Regions from separate parts of the Sus scrofa genome. Here region 2 is linked to region 1. The links are chromatin contacts, called in public Hi-C maps. All regions are on one chromosome and are shown on one strand. Each heading gives the region's core, a stretch centred on a gene start, on an enhancer-like site or on the middle of the called end of the contact. The rest is flanking DNA. Distances are from core to core; before and after follow the strand shown. Region 1 overlaps MTUS1 (microtubule-associated tumor suppressor 1). Region 2 holds the start of MTUS1 (microtubule-associated tumor suppressor 1).

Region 1 (5,041 bases), core at 1,835-4,334:
CGAGGTTGTTAATAGGCTTTGCGACGAATCTTCAAGCAGATTCTTCTTCCGTAGTGATGTTCATGTGCCAGTCAGCTAGGACCTCACTCTCTGCTGCCCAAAAGGCTTTTAATTGTGAGTGTGACTTATCTAAAAAAGACTGACGATGCTCTGGTCCTTCCATGTCCACAGGGGATTGGTTTCAGCACCCCCACGAGAATCAAAGTCCATGTATGCTCAAGTCCCTTATATGCAATGGTGTGGCATTTGCATATACCCTCTGCCCATCCTCCCATATACTAGACTACTTTTAATGTACTTTTAATACAATGTAAATGCTACGTAGATACTTGTAAATAGAATATTAATGCTATGTAAAACTTGCTAATGTGCAGCACACTCAAGGTTTGCCTTTTTGGAGTTGTGTAATTTTTCCCCAAATTTTTCTAAATCCAAGGATTTAGAACCCACGCATACAAAGCCCCAGTTGTAATGTATGGTAGTAAGTAGAGAAAAAGTCAGTTTTCAAATGTCAAGTCTCATTAAGATGTGGTCATAGGTCATAGGTCATTTGACCATGAAGTTAAAGAGCATATCAGTTAATTGTTTAATCTTTATCAGTGTAAAAATGCCCCCCCCCCCAATGCGGCTTTTATTTTTCCGGTGTGTTTTTTGTCAGTTTTGAGTGGACAGTTTTATTTTTCTGGTGTGTTTTTTGCCAGTTTTGAGTGGATAGTATGCCATCTGTCCACCACCACTCTGTTACCTGCTAATGGTCTTGTTCCTGGGATTTTTTTTGCGAGGTCTGCTTTTAGGATATTTGGGAATATTTGATGATTCCTATAAACATATTCTAATTAATGACATGCAGGCCTTAAAGGTAATTTAAATACAAATCTTATGTGGTTTTGAGCATAGGTGGGGAAAAGGGGGTGATACATTTTTTTGGAATCATTTTAATTGTTTGATCATTAAAGTTTCTTTGATAAAGTAACTTATCAAAGTTTCTTTGGTGTTTATTCTTGGGTAGTATTTTCATTTATAAACTAAATTTGAGATGTTTTAGAAAGAAGTAAATTACTTTTCCTCAGATTTTGAATATGTCTGTATGCTTATTTAACACAATATTCATTTTAACTTAGATCTTTTTCGTTCTTTGAATCTCTCCTTTATTTATTGCTTGAAAATGGTTTAAAAACCTTTTAGCTCTTAGTGCATCCAGAATTAGTATCCTAAACTCAAGTATTAGTTTATTTAAAGAAAAAAGAGAGATAATTTTATGACATAATTTATGCTAAAAGCTTATTAAATCCTTTTTGTAACTATACAACATATGACTATTTATGCAGCTTTTTAATACTATCTGCCGTAGCTTCCATTTAAAAATATTAATATAAATTAAGTACTCTTTTTTTCCCTGCAGCTGGGTCATATGGAAGTTCCTGGGCCGTGGATTGAATCTAAGCCACTTCTGTGGCAACACCAGATCCTCAACCCACTGTGCCATAGTGGGCACTCGTAAATGAAGTAGTTTTTTAAAATAATGCTTATTTAGTAGTCACATATTGTTCACCAAGCTCTCTGCTGCTCAGTGCAGAAAACACAGAGATGAACCTTTTTTAAGTTTCCTTTGGCTTTTTGTCTCCTTTCTCTCTCACCACTGCTGTGTTCGTTCAGATCCATCCCAATAATTTTCTGCTGTCAGTCTTTCCTCACTGGGACATCTTCCACACTTCAGCCAAGCCAGAATGTTCGTATCCATCCTAACAGCTTTGGCAGACTCGCTGTTCCCAGAATAGAAGCTGAACTCTAGATCGTACCCTGTGGCTGCCCTTTATTCCACCCACAGCCAGTCGAGCGTCTTACTGTTCCTGTCTTCCAGTCTCCTTTGCACTTGAGAACCAGTGGGATTCCTTCTGGTGCATTGCCTGACTTTGTTTCCACCTGATATTGTCCCTTGATTTTACTAGGCAAACGAATTTCTAGTTGTGATCTGTTCATCACGTCTGTTGTATATTGATCCTTTCTCTAGGAAGGCATTTCTCTCTCTTACATCTCACTTCTACACAAGTGCTTCTAACCCACTCGACAGCACCCCAGAACCTAATTGCCTAGCACATGGTAGACACGAAATACACATTTCAGATAGTATCCCTAATTATATTCATCATGTGATTTTTACCAGTCCGTAACTTCGTATCGAATGCAAATTTTAGCACAAGATTCAAAAGCACACCTGCTATTAATCACACTTAAGGGGTAGAATATTGAAGGAATTTTATGTATTGATGAAGCGAAACCAGACTGAAAGCTTGCTAGACCATCTTTATGATAGAAACTAAAATTTTAAGTTGTATCAGAGTTATTCAGAGTGGTCCACGGGCTTTCCTAAAGGTCTCTAAGCCCCCTCCGTAGGTGCCAGAACTAACACATCTACGTTGTGATGATGAAAAGACCGTCTCTCTCCAATATCTTCTTCCCTGAGTCTAGCAAGGCACTTTCAGAAAGGATCCAAGCTGAAGGCACCCTGGTTTCTAGAAAACAAGCCCCTCTAAGTACAGACCTCTTCTCTTAGCGAAGAGCAGTGCTCTCTGAGGAGAGCATTGGTTTGTGCTAAGTGTCACAGAGGTGGCCATTTGTCCCTCAGTCTCCACTTTTCCCCTCGTCAATGTTTATAGAATTTTCAACCAGGTGTAGGTAGCCTGTTTTAGTATCCATTTCCCAGCCTGCCTTGTAGACAGGTGTGGCCATGTGATGAAGCTGTGACCACTGGCATCTGTGTGGTGTGCTAGTTATATGGAGGTAGCTTTCGTCTTTTTTTTGCCTCTTGACCCTTCTACCCTGTTCAAGGAAACACAGACAGTGCTATTTGGGGCTATAGGTTGAGGTCGTGCACAGCAAAGAACAAGAAAGGTGGAGCTGGGTCCTTGATAGCCAGGTGCCTTAGTCCTGGACAACCTATGCAGACGTCTCTGTGAGACAGAAGTAATAAACGTGTCTTTTGCCACTTATTTGAGGTTTTATGTCTCCTAGGTGAGACTGTGTGCCCCAAACACTGTAGTACACTTTATGACTTTGGACAGGGAGTGTCTAGACAGGGGAATGGGAACTGCCAAGAACCATGGCAGAGATTTGGTTGATTACAATTTAACAGGATTTAAATGTCAGATTAGAGTTAATATTCCATAGATCACTTTTAAGGGCTCCTTTAACCCTGAGAGTTAGTAACTTTGACAAAGTATTGAGCTCTGTTTTAGTAAGTTATGGTATTTCATCATTTCTAAGATGCATGTTTTCACATTTTAATGTTCTTTTTTTTTTTTTTTTTTTTCAGCTGCATTCATGGCATATGGATGTTTCCAGGCCAGGGAACAAATCTGAGCCACAGCTGCGGCAAAACCAAATTCTTAACCTGCTGCACCACAGGGGGAACTCCAGCACATTTTAACATTTTAATATGGGAGGATGTGTTTTACAAGAGGGCCTTTATGTGTAAATAGAGCTGAATTTGACTTTTGACCTTGATATGGTCCAAAGGTAGCCTTCAAAGTGGCTAGAGATAGCAGGAAAATGTTGAAGCGTGAATACTGGCTTAAAACAGGCAGGGGCCAGCGACCAGAACCACTAGGATAGAGCAGCAGCTGAATAAATCACTCGTTTAGCTTCAGGAAAAGGCGCCTGGCAGCTCAAGTTTGTGTTTCTTTGTGGAGCCCTGTCTGACCTCTTCAGTGGTTTCTCCCAAAGGCAGTCCAAAGAAGAGCGAAACTGTTCGGGAAGTTAAAAGCAACTGTAAGATAGCAACCTCATTTGGTGAGAGGCTTTTTTTTTTTTTTTTTTTTTTTTTGCCTTTTCTAGGGCTGCTGGCACATGGAGATTCCCAGGCTAGGGGTCCAATTGGAGCCGTAGCCCGCTGGCCTACACCACAGCCACAGCAATGTGGGATCCGAGCTGCATAAAGCAGTGCGGGATCCGAGCCGCGTCTGCGACCCACACCACAGCTCACGGCAACGCCGGATCCTTAACCCACTGAGCAAGGCCAGGGATCAAACCCGCAACCTCATGGTTCCTAGTCGGATTTGTTAACTACCGCGCCACGCCACGACGGGAACTCCAAGAGAGGCTTCTTAATGGAAGGAGAAAACAAGATAGATCATAAAGATTCAAAATAATTCTTTTACCTAATTCCTTAATATTTATTATATGGTCAGAGTTTAAGAAGATAAGTAGTGCTAAAAAGATTATATAAAAGAACAGCCCATTCTGTTCTCAGAGGCAGTCATGCTTCTTCTCTCATCACCGTTTCTTTTATTTACTTCCGTCTTTTAAATCAAAACATGACCGTGCATAATATCTCTGTGATCCAAGTGGTATATTATGTTCTTTCTTGTATACCTATTTTTTTCTCTTTACTTAAAAAATCTGGCAAGAAACAGCTCATATCCTTCAAATGTACTTTCTGTTCAGTCTATGAATGGGCTAAATCTTTCTGATGTTGATTAGCTCTGTGTTTTTCCTGGCGAGCCCGTGATGGACCTCGGACTTCCTGATGCCATCTGGGGACATGGTCGTCACTCAGCCCTTTCTGGGCACTCCTTCCTCTTTTCTCCTTTTGGGTTTTCTGTTTCTTTCCCTGATGATACTCCTCCTTGGTGTAACTCTTCCCATGAGCAGTGTTCATCCTCTGCCCTCCATCTCCACATCCTGGGAAGGCACATGGGAGAGGTGAGTGGGAGGCGTTCTGTGCCCAAGAACCTCTTTCTCCACACTCACGTCTGATTTGTGGTTTGGCAGGACTGGAATTCCAGTTTGAAAATTTCTCAGAAATTTGATGATATTACTTCATTGTCTTTCAGCTTTCAGTAGTACTACAGTAAAGTCTCATTCTGATACCTGGTCTTTTCTAAGTCCTTTTCTTCCTTTTTGCCTCTGGAAGTCTTTTAGGGAAAAGACGGCCCCCGAAACCAGACTGGCTAGCATTGCTACTTTCTAGCTACACACCTGTGGCAAATGATTTAACTCTTTGTGCCTCAGTTTCCTCAAGTATGACATGAGGATAATAATA
Region 2 (4,917 bases), core at 213-2,712, 40 kb before region 1:
GAGTCCCAGATGATGTCCCTAGAAGGTAACTTATGTTTTCCTGTGGATGCAATTAGAAGCTAAGTTTCAATTCCCCTGTGGCCACAAAAGTTGCTTCTAAATACTTAGGAGAGGGCTTATTTGTTCTCTGTTTTTTTTTCCCTCTTCAATCTATACCACGAAAAAATGAAGCAAAACAGGTTCTATGTTTATAGATATAACTAAGCCACACAATAGAACTGTGAGGGGGTTGGACCAAGTCATCTGGGTCACAACAGGGTTATAAAGATTAAATGATATGTTTAACACTAGGAGTATTCTGCTTAGGGAGGAGGCATGTTGCTAATTAGCATATTTGCCTCATGACTTGCAGAAACAAAAGTGCTTTGTTTTGTGTTAGTTTATTTTTTGGTGCTTTTGCATAAGGGAGAACCACTCAATGGTGTTTAATGCTGCATCTCTTTTCAAATAATCCCAAAGAATTGTCATCAGGTGATAACAATAAAAAGATTAGGAGTTGGGTCTACCGGGTTTGCACTTGCCCCTCACTGGCTGTGTGACCTTGAGCAAATGCACTTGACCTTTCTGAGCTTGTTTCCTCACTTGAAAAAATGGAAGTAATAATCTGACCTGTAAACTCCTAGGTCTTGTTGAGGAAATGATGGAATGTTGTAGACATGAAAACACTTTACCACTGTAAATGGCAACATATACCTTAGTTGATCTGATATTGATAGCACAGAAAATTTTTATCAGTTACGGTATTCTCTTAAGCTTTTAGCAGAGTTCCCATCCTGGCGCAGCAGAAATGAATCTAACTAGGAACCATGAGGTTGTGGGTTCCATCCCTGACCTCGCTCAGTGGGTTAAGGATCCTGCCTTGTGTGAGCTGTGGTGTAGGTTGCAGACCTGGCTGGGATCTGGCGTTGCTGTGGTTGTGGCATAGACCGGCAGCTGTAGCTCTGATTCCACCCCTAGCCTGGGAACCTCCTTATGCCGCCTGTGCGGCCCTAAAAAAAAAAAAAAAAAAAAAAAAAATTGGACTCAGGTTGACTGACATTTAAAGGTTCAATAATGTTACATCTCATAGGTGGACTAGCATCTTTGGAAAAGCATTGTATTAAAACTATTCCTATAGATGAAAATATTTTATAGTTCTAATAGCTATGAATGAAATCTGTTGAGTTTAGCAAAAAAGAGGGACTTGTGTTTAGAGAAAAGTGGGTCCGGCTTTTTCTCTCCAGGCTTTCTACTCTCCTCTCCACTTTTTATTCAAAGATCTAACAGCGGGAACTCATTGCTTTAACCCTTAATAGGTGTTTGCTAGCAAATCTCTAAGGAGCACGAAGACAATACTGAGCGGGAGTCGGACACTCTGAAGAGGCAATCACCGCTGGTTCCTTGCAAACCTCCGCCCAGATAATTCTGCCAAACTTCCCCCTCCTACCCCTACCCTGCCCGCCCTCTCGGCCCTGCCCCGTCGCTAGCGGGAAGACAGAGCTCGCAGGAAAACACAGGTGGCAAGAGCAGAGCAGAAGGCAGATCCTCTCGGCAGCCGGCCAGGTTTGGGGCCCCAGGTCTGTGCACCGCCAGGCTCAAGTCGCCTGCGGGAACCTGCGTGGTCTGGAACCTATGGTTCAGCCAGGTGCGCAGGCAGCAGCCCCGGGTCCGGAGTGCACGTGGCAACAGGTGCATCTCGGACCAGAGCGGACGCGGAGGGCGTGGGGCGCGTAGGTACTTAGCCCCGGAGCGCGCGCGGCATTGGGATCCCAACCCGGGAGCGCGAGAGGAGGGAGCCTACAGGCCAGCAGAGTTCGCCAACCTGCCGAGCTGAGCGGAGCGCAGCGCAGCGGTAGCCTCCGGGGTTGGCGTCCCGAGGTACAGCCCTGCGCGTTTTTTCAAGTTTCTCGGGGGGCAGGCATCCCCTGGCCTCCGCCTGGCCTTTGTCTCCAGCTGCGACGCTCAGGCTGGGCCTCCTGAAAGGTGCTGCGGGGGGGGGGGGGGGGGCGCACAGGGAGGTGGGGGCAGAGGCGGTTGAGCTTTGCTATTTACAAGTTTCCCGAACTCCCCGCCCTGGCTCCACCCCCGAGGCTTGAGAGGCGGAGGTTGGGGCGCCCCGGACTCCGGGTTCCCGCCTGGCAGCTGCGGTGGCGGCCGGCGTGTGGGCAGGGGTGGGGGTGGGGGGCGAGAAGCGGGTCCCCAGGACACTGCCCGTCGGACACTGATTGCACCTCGGGCCTCCCGGGTGGGCCTGGCGCACCTTCGCCGCCGGTCCAAAGGGCGCCCAGCCTCTGAGTGCTGGTCTCCCGAATTGCGTCTCGGCTTCCCGGAGGGCTTGGGGTTGGCTCGGAGGCGCTGCGGGTAAGTGCGGGGTTAAGTGTGGCTGCCCAGCTTGTGCGTTGTGGGGATCCCGGGCGCGACCCTCACAGGGTGACAGGACTCGCTTTGAGGGAGGGGGCAGGTATTTTGGAACCTTGGGTGCAAAAGTTGAAGAGGTGGAGGCTGCGGAGGGCTGGTCTCACGTGGAGGCAGGGCAGTTCCTGAGAAAGGAACGGATGCAGATCTGGTAGCTGTCACCTTGAAAGTGACCGAAGGGGTTTACCTTCGAGTAAGTTATGCAGACTGACATCCAGGTACCCTCAGCCGGAAGCCACCCACCGGACACTTGACCTGCATGGGCCCGGCAGTCTCAGCCTTCTCTCTGGGCGGTTCGCTTGGGCCAGTTCTCAGCATAAGCAATCAGGGCTGAAAATATGGCATTAATGCAGTTGCTGCAATTCCCAAGGTCCTCTGTCCGTGTCTTATTACTTCCTGCAGTGCCCTTGTGCTCTTCTAGTGCTTTAGAAAAATCCACTCTTCACCACTCTAATTAATGGACTTGTGTGTTTACCTACCTTAAATAAATCTTTGTCCTCTTCTTTTTCTACTGTTATTTGTTGATTTTGACTTGGGCTAAGTTATTTTGGAGTAGGAATGGAGAGATTAATTCTTCATTTAGCCTGCATAAAGTTTCATATGCCCTATTAACTACTGTGTGTTTCAAGCAGTTAGTGTAGTAAGAAAGGAAATTCAGTGTGTTTTTAGTTTGTTTAAATAAAGGCTTGTGCAAAACAGGGGAGATGAAAGCGTTTGTCTTGCCAGGTGATATGAATTCAGTCATCTTGACATTAAATCCTCAGCCCTTGGGCTGGAGGAAGGGCGTGGACGTGTTGGGAGTGGAAGGAAGGAGGGAGGGGAATTTAAAAAAAAAAAAAAAAGAGTTACTCCTTCCTGGGAACCTGTGACCTCCTTAAGGAGTTCAGATATCCTCAGATAACAGTGTGTGGTTAACCCTACCGGGAATTTGCATGGTTGGAATTGCAATTCTGTAGGAAAAAAAAAAAAACTTCTTTTTCAGAGATAATTAGGTCAGGAAATGATGGACAATTTACATCGAAACAATGATACCCTGTTTGTATAGTGCTTTAGGATGTATAAAATGCTTTTATTTTTTCCTCAAGTACAGTGTTTCATAAGAGATGTACTCACTTATCCTTTAACGCAATACTTAGGATTGGAATTTTGTTTAAAATAGTATATACTTAAAACAGGTAACAGAGACCTACTGTCTTGCACAGGAAAATTTAGTCAATACTGTGTAATAAGTTATGTGGAAAAAGAATCTGAAAAGAAATGGATAGATGTATATGTATAACTGATTTACTTTTAAGCCTGAAGTTAACAAAACTTTTTTTTTTTTAGGGCCGCACCCGAGGCATATGGAGGTTCCCAGGCTAGGGGTTTAATCTGAGCTACAGCTGCCAGAGCCACAGCAATGCCAGATCCGAGCCATGTCTGCAACCTACACCACAGCTCACTGGCAATGCCCGATCCTTAACCCACTAAGCGAGGCCAGGGATCGAACCTAACCCATTGAGCCAGGCCAGGGGTCTAACCCACAACCTCACAGTTCCTAGTCGGATTTGATTTTGCTGCACCATGACGGGAACTCCAACAAAACTTTTACGTCAGCAATATTCCAATAAAAATTTTTTAAATGGTTTCCTCGTGGCTCAGCAGGTTAAGGTTGTGGTATTATCATTGCTGTGGCTCTCATTACAGCTGTGGTGCAGGTTCAGTCCCTGGCCTGGGAACTTCCTCATGCTGCAGGCATGGCCAAAAAAATAAATAAAAATTAAAAAATAGTGTATATTTAACTTGCACCAACTTTTCCATCTATTCTTTTTAAAGTTAGCATAATGTGGAGCAAATAGTGCTGTAGAAGATCTATATTTTTAAATTATGTATCAGCAATTCATAGGATTATAAAATGCTAGCTTTCAGTATTTGTTGGAAATGAAACTTGCAGTTATTAGACTTGAGCTTTTAAAAAGCATGTCACTTAATAGCCCTGTTCTGTTGGCCTTGTTATGATTTCAAAGTAATGCATGCTCATTGTATAAAAATTGGTAGATTTGGAAAAAAGTGTAAATGAGTTAAATAATCCCACCATCCAAAGATAAACACAATATTTTCTTTATGCTTGTTAACTTACAACAAAGACTTACTACAGTTATGTAGTTTGAACAAAATTGAATAACTGTAGTTATACTGTTGCATGCTGGGTTTTTTTTTCTTCTTAACATAAGAAAAAATTCCCATATCATTACAGTTCTACATAATATTAGTGGCTACGTAATATTACATTGTATAGATAACAGCAATTTGCTTAACCATTAGCTTAACCGTATAGCCACTTTTCATTTATTTCCAATTGCTGTTACTAAATATATAATGATACAACAAATAGCCTTCATAAAACTTTATCTGTGGTACACATTTCCTTAGAATGGAGCCCTCTGGAAAACAATTGATGGCTCAAAGATACACTGCTATCTTATTGATACAGTTAGGCTGTTGTTTTCCAAAAAGAAGGTTTTACCAATGTTTGTTCACACT

What was found. Hi-C and Micro-C count contacts between places; a contact is called where the count stands out from the background.
Region 2: a contact with region 1 is called in a Hi-C map of skeletal muscle, with 5 times the contacts expected there. The contact joins the promoter of MTUS1 here to the enhancer-like site in region 1. A contact is called at or near these places in 1 of 5 promoter capture datasets (liver), 5 of 47 Hi-C or Micro-C datasets (liver and skeletal muscle) and 1 of 2 datasets of contacts at active chromatin or transcription factors (skeletal muscle).

What each region holds. Positions count from the first base shown.
Region 1 is chr17:5,465,709-5,470,749 of Sscrofa11.1, reverse strand. The region is part of intron 1 of MTUS1 (microtubule-associated tumor suppressor 1); the gene reads left to right. Among named protein-coding and RNA genes, the nearest start is that of MTUS1, 39 kb to the left of the region's middle. Within about 2 kb of position 3,084, at least 12 of the 83 cell types and tissues checked have an H3K27ac peak or open chromatin away from gene starts, as enhancers often do. A contact at or near this core is called in liver and skeletal muscle, where this site is marked.
Region 2 is chr17:5,503,757-5,508,673 of Sscrofa11.1, reverse strand. It overlaps MTUS1 (microtubule-associated tumor suppressor 1), which reads left to right and starts at 1,462. Exons shown (of 15, transcript XM_021077995.1): 1 at 1,462-1,857.